Linked DNA regions of Hordeum vulgare: region 2 is linked to region 1. Evidence: chromatin contacts called from public Hi-C data. All regions are on one chromosome and are shown on one strand. The core of a region is the stretch at or near the end of the contact, and the rest is flanking DNA. Distances in the headings are between cores, read along the strand shown. Region 1 holds the start of LOC123441003. Region 2 has its middle 37 kb from the start of LOC123441003.

Region 1 (2,767 bases), core at 155-2,654:
CTCCATCAGGTTGCGCAGCAGCCGCCATGTCTCGGCGTCGATGTCGAGGACGGGGACCTCCAGCGTGCCACCGCCGCTGCTCAGCTTCACGTCGAGGATGCAACGTGGTGCGAGCATCACCCCGGTTCTTGAACACCATGTCTGGCTCATCTCTCGACGCTTGAAAACCACCCCGGCGAAGTAGTAATCCGTCGCTGAGCGCCACCGGCGCACGGTCCCGCTGACTGGTGCAGCAGGAGAGATGGACCGTGCAGGCTTCAAGTACATGTGAAGAAGATGGAGAAGATTACCTGGCACCGTCGGCTCCGATGCCGACGCGGCCATTTCGTACTTTTGTGCCCTCATAAGATTGAGAGCATACTTGGCAGCCTCTGTAATCACGCCATTGTTACCTTCCAAACCCGTCAGATCCCCAATCTTCCCAAGGACAAAAAAAGGTATCTGGTTCTCTGCAAGGTAGAACACATCGCGGAGCACGGTCAGCGCCTCGACCTCGACCCTCCTCTCTGACACGTCGCCTACGTCTGCATTTGCAGTCCTCGGCGCCTCCGCCCCGTTCGCTGCTGAAAGGACGCCTGCATCTGCATTTGCAGTCCTCGGCGACTCCGCCACGTTCGCTGCTGAAAGGACTCCTGCATTTGTAGTCGCCGGCGCCTCGGCCCCGTTCGCTGCCAGGACGCCTGCATTTGCAGTCCCCGACGCAGCATCGTCCATGGGTTGTGAACGGGGTTGGAGGTCGACCAGGCAGGAGAGTATGTAGCAGCCGTCGAGGAGGAGCATGCGCACGAATTGCTCGCTCTTTATGTCAGGAAACGTGTTGTCGTAGCACTTCCTCACAGATTCCTCCAGGCATTTGAGCTCGTTGACGTACATGTCCACCTCCACCGGCGTCCCGGGTCTCCGAGCCCTGGCAGCCGTGAGCACCATTTTCAGGCTCATCAGCTTCTCGCGCTCCATGGCGAGGTGCCGGCGCGGGTAGTTGTACGGGCCGATGGCGAGGTGGTCAGGGTCGTACTCTTCCTTGTCGACGTTACGCGTTTGGTCGCGGACCTTGCCGACGATGATGCGGCAAGGAGGAGGGCGCCTGTCGCCGACCTGCGCCTGGGGTGAGGGCAGGGCTTCTAATTCACCTTTCAGACGATTGGTCATCTGAACCATCGTGTCTACAACGTGGCCTGCAGCAGTCGAAGTCGATCAGTCAGCAGCAGAGCATGATGAATCAACTATATTTTGAATGTAATTGATTAGCACATGACAAAATAGAATAGACGATAAGTTCTCGGGGCACCTTGGTGACCCATTTCCTTGCCAGCCAGTAGTAAAGCCAATTGGCTGCCTTACTCTGCCGCCTTGCGCTCCTGGATTTCTGCTGCCCTCTCAACGGACGATCAGTTCAGGCTTTGTTTCAGGGCTACTGGCTCGGCATCTGTATATGTAACCCTTCGTCTCCTACTTTACATCCCGTTGAGGATAAGAATAAGAGATTCATGCGCAGCCACGACATGTTAGATTACCAGGGAAGGTTTTCAAAAGATGTGATAATTGACACACTTTGCGAAAAGGAATCGACATATCTATCAGCTCGAGTCAAATCAAGCACTGAGGTGAAGATGTGTACACTCCAGTTTTTCCCGTGTCAATCTGTCAAGCATCATTCTGAAAAGAGAACGCTAGTAGGATTCCAGCTTGATAGCGCGCAAAGTTGAGTGACTACAATAAAGGAAGAATGGTTTGGCGTCGCCTGATTCCCTGCCGGCATCGCGATCAGGGCTACTAGCTACTTGGCTGCTTCTCCTTGCTTGATGTCCCATTGTTGTGGGCGCAACAGATCCTCCCGCAAATGGTGAGCATCAGCTTTAGGTCCCTGCCTCAGCAATCGTCCTCGTGAAATGATTACCATACTCTTTTTACCCAAGAGGATATTTAATTAAGAGGATGCACAGAAGCACACCCCTGCATGTTACTACGAAAATTAATTGCAATGTACGTATTTCAGTGATATGATTGACGGCATACGTTTTGCTAGCGTTGATACAAGGAATGACAAGTTCAAGATGAGGCACAACTTCAGTATTGAGATATATATACCAACAGACTACCACATTGATATCAAAGACATATTTAGGCTTGAACATTAGAGGACTTCGATGGCTCCTATGGTAGTCGCCCTGATCGACGAGGAGTACGCTGATATGAATATCAAATTACCCTCGGTTCAGCACAAAAAGTGGGAGAGGACCCCATTTGACGGTATCAACATTGAGTATGCAGCAAAAGATGCATACGTTGCATACGAGTTTTACCGCGGGATTCGAATTATGAACTATGGCGAGCGTCACCTCGTACTCAAGCACCACCACCACCACTACCAATTTGGGGATATTCTGATTCAGATGAGTAGTGCTCACAACGTGTATTATGAACAATTCTATCTCTAGCAATTATTATGTACTGCCTTGACGAGTATTTTATATTTATGTCCCTGTGTAAATATGATGTGAGTATTTTGTATTTATGTCTTTGTGTAAATATAAGGGTTTTTTGTATTCTTACCTCATTCAGTATTTTGTATTCTCACCTTATATGCTATTTTCCATGCACTAAATGATTTTTTTTAGCTAAATGGCCTTGAAATTGAAAAGCCCTACAAATCAACTTGGAAAAGGCTGAAACTTGGAATGGTATCATCATTTCACCCACATGACATGTGCTAAAAAATTGGAAGGGTTACGGTAAAAACATGATGCACTTCGTGTGTACAAACTGG
Region 2 (3,134 bases), core at 89-2,588, 37 kb before region 1:
TTTTTTGGGTTTTGTGAAGTTTCAGGAAGCTTCCTAGATGGGTTTTTCGGGACTGGTTTTTCTTCAGTTTTCTATTTTTCCATTTGTCTTTTCTTTACTGTTTTTTATTACCTTTTTCATTTTTACTTTATTTCTAATATAATTTTTCATTTTATCAAAAAACACACATATTTTTATTCACCTTTTTTCAAGAAAACATTTTTCTAAATCAATGAACCTTTTTAACATTTTACAATTGTTTATTAAAATTCTATGAACATTTTCGAATATCGATGAACTTTTTTGAATTTTTGATGAACTATTTTCAAAATTGATGAATTGTTTTTTAAATGGATAAACATTTTTCAAAAATGATGAATTTTTTAAATATTTGTGAATTTGTTTTCAATTCAACGAACTTTTTAAAAGTTTTTTTCCATTCCATGAACAAATTATGAAACTCTGCAAACTTTTTAAAAAAAATTCAACATTTTTTTAGATTACAGTGAATTTTTACAAATTGATGAACTTTTTTTTTCTCAAAATTTGTGAACCGTGTTTCGCTTTTATGAACTTTTTTTGTTAATTTGTTTTGTTTTTCTGTAATAAAATCCGTCCTGTAACTGGACCGGCCCATTTTGGAATAAAAGTTCTCCAATGCGCATTTCTTTATCTTTTCTATTTTTCCTGTTCTTTGTTATTTTTATATTTATTTCTTTTCCTTACATGTATGATTTTAAATTGATGAACTTTTTCTTTGAATCGATGAACATTGTTTTTAAAAAATCCATGAACTTTTATTCCAAATCGGTGCACTTTTCTTAAAAGTATTAAACTTTTTAAAAAATTGATGTGTTTTTCAAAATCGATGAACTTCTTCAATTTTGATGAACTTTTTGAAGATAGATGAATTTGTTTTCTAATTCCATATACTTTTTTCAATACTCAAACATTTTTTAGATTTAATGAGCTTTTATGTGAAAATTGATGAACGCTTTTTCAAATTCATGAACTTTTCTTGAAAATTGACGAACCTTTTTTCAAAATATATGAACCTATTCAAATTCCTGATTTTTTTGTTTCAATAATTCAAAAACATACACCAATACAGTTTTGTGCAATAAAATAGTGCGGTGACATTTTTATTACGCGTTTGGTGCTGGTACCTATCACTAATGGCCGGTAGGTCAAGTGGTCAGTACAACACGTAAGTTAGTATAACATTGCGAGTTCAAAACATGGAGAGAGCTTTTATTTTTGCGGCGCTGTTACCATAATATCAATTTTGACGCTGTGGTGTTTTGTTGGCTGGCCCAACTGGGCGCTGTAGTAGGCGCCAAGGAGGATTTCTGGCGCCTGAACCAGGGGAGCTCCTAGTCGGTGTCTTAAGCGCCGGCTAGGAGAAGCAGCACCACACGCCCTGCAAAATGGGCCGGTCCAATTACATGACGAATTTTATTACAGAAAATACAAAACAAATTAACAAATAAAGTTCATAAAAGCGAAACATGGTTCACAAATTTTGAGAAAGAAAAAGTTCATCAATTTGTAAAAATTCACTGTAATCTAAAAAAATGTTCACAAACTTTTAAAAAGTTCGCAGAGTTTTAAAATATGTTCATGGATTGGAAAAAACATTTAAAAAGTTCGTTGAATTGGAAAAAATTTCACAAATATTTAAAAATTTCATCATTTTTGAAAAATGTTTATCCATTTAAAATACAATTCATCAAATTGTCCTCGGTCCACTAACAAAGGGTTTTCAGGTCAAACTTCTAGTTTGATTCATTATTTTTTGGGAAAAGATTCTCATCACCCGACGGATCCCACGAAACGTCCACTGTCTTCCCTGTGTGCCACGTACCCACGTGAGCCTGCACCACCTCTCACATTTTTTTCTTATTGCAAATTTTGCAACTGAGGTGTGGTTGCAGGAATTACGTTTGTAAAAAGAGTTTTGTTGAAAGAAAGAGAACAAATTTTGCAACTGAGATCTTGCTGTAGTAATTATGTTTGCAACAAGAGTCTTGTTGGAGGAAGAAGGAGAACAAGTTCTGCAACTGGGATCTTGTCACATGAATAAACTTTGCAACAAGGCGCTTGTGGTAGGAAAATAGAAAGGGGAATAGACGAGATCTTGTTGCGGGAATTATATTTGCAACAAAAGTCTTGTTGCATGAAAAAAGAGAACACGTTTTTCAACTAGGAGCTTGTTGCAGGAACGAGCTTTGGAACAAGGCGCTTGTGGCAGGAAAATAGAAAAAGTAACGGACAACCCGCTTCATACAATAGACGACGTGTGAGGCCCCTTAGTTTTTTGGCGATTATTTGTTACTATAGGATAAATATGGTATGTCATGAATATATTGTAGGCGTATATATTTCAGTCCTGGAATATAACGATTAAAAACAAACAATTTTACATTAATATTTGTTCCGATGCTTGTAGAACCATTTTTACATGGTATGTTTAATGTGAAAATGGAATAGATTGCTTAATGAACTCTATATAAATATCAACATCTAAATATACAATGCTTTCATTGTTGCATGTCATACCTGAATTTACATCTCATCTCACCACCGACATCTTTATGACCAACTAACAGATATCTCATGGTACTCATGGAAGGAGGATGCACGAGTGGTATGGCTGGATGCTATGCTTTTGTTTGTGTGTCGGGGGGGGGGGGGGGGGGGGCAATTTTGATGCTAATTTTTGTTCATCACATATGTACTTTCTCCATTTTAATCAACTCAGCATACTAAACGTTTGAAGTCAAACTTTGTAAAATTTCATCATTTTATATTGAATTATTAACATCTACTATACGGAACCAATATCATTAAATTCAATTTAGGACAAACCTAATATATATGTATAGTAAATAAAAATACGGGAGTAACAATAAAATATTAATGTTTATTACTCCATTCAGATGGGTGCATATGACATGCACATGTTCGAGATTGTTAATTTGCCTAATGAAATATATGTCTTATACCACCAAAATTATATATTAGAACTTTATTTGGATATGAATTCAATGATATAGTTATGACGGTATATACCACATGTTCCATTAGTCAAATTGAGGACCCAAAAATCTGTGCGACCCCATCATTTAGCTGCAATATGATAGTTTGTTTGCTGT

The links. Hi-C and Micro-C count contacts between places; a contact is called where the count stands out from the background.
Region 2: a contact with region 1 is called in a Hi-C map of leaf, with 3 times the contacts expected there. The contact joins the enhancer-like site here to the promoter of LOC123441003 in region 1. A contact is called at or near these places in 3 of 6 Hi-C or Micro-C datasets (leaf and seedling).

What each region holds. Positions count from the first base shown.
Region 1 is chr3H:601,690,520-601,693,286 of MorexV3_pseudomolecules_assembly, reverse strand. It overlaps LOC123441003, which reads right to left and starts at 1,404. Exons shown (of 2, transcript XM_045117535.1): 1 at 1,289-1,404; 2 at 1-1,175. The coding sequence starts at 1,301.
Region 2 is chr3H:601,727,110-601,730,243 of MorexV3_pseudomolecules_assembly, reverse strand. No RefSeq gene overlaps it. Among protein-coding and RNA genes, the nearest start is that of LOC123441003, 37 kb to the right of the region's middle. Within about 2 kb of position 1,338, at least 3 of the 3 cell types and tissues checked have open chromatin away from gene starts, as enhancers often do. A contact at or near this core is called in leaf and seedling, where this site is marked.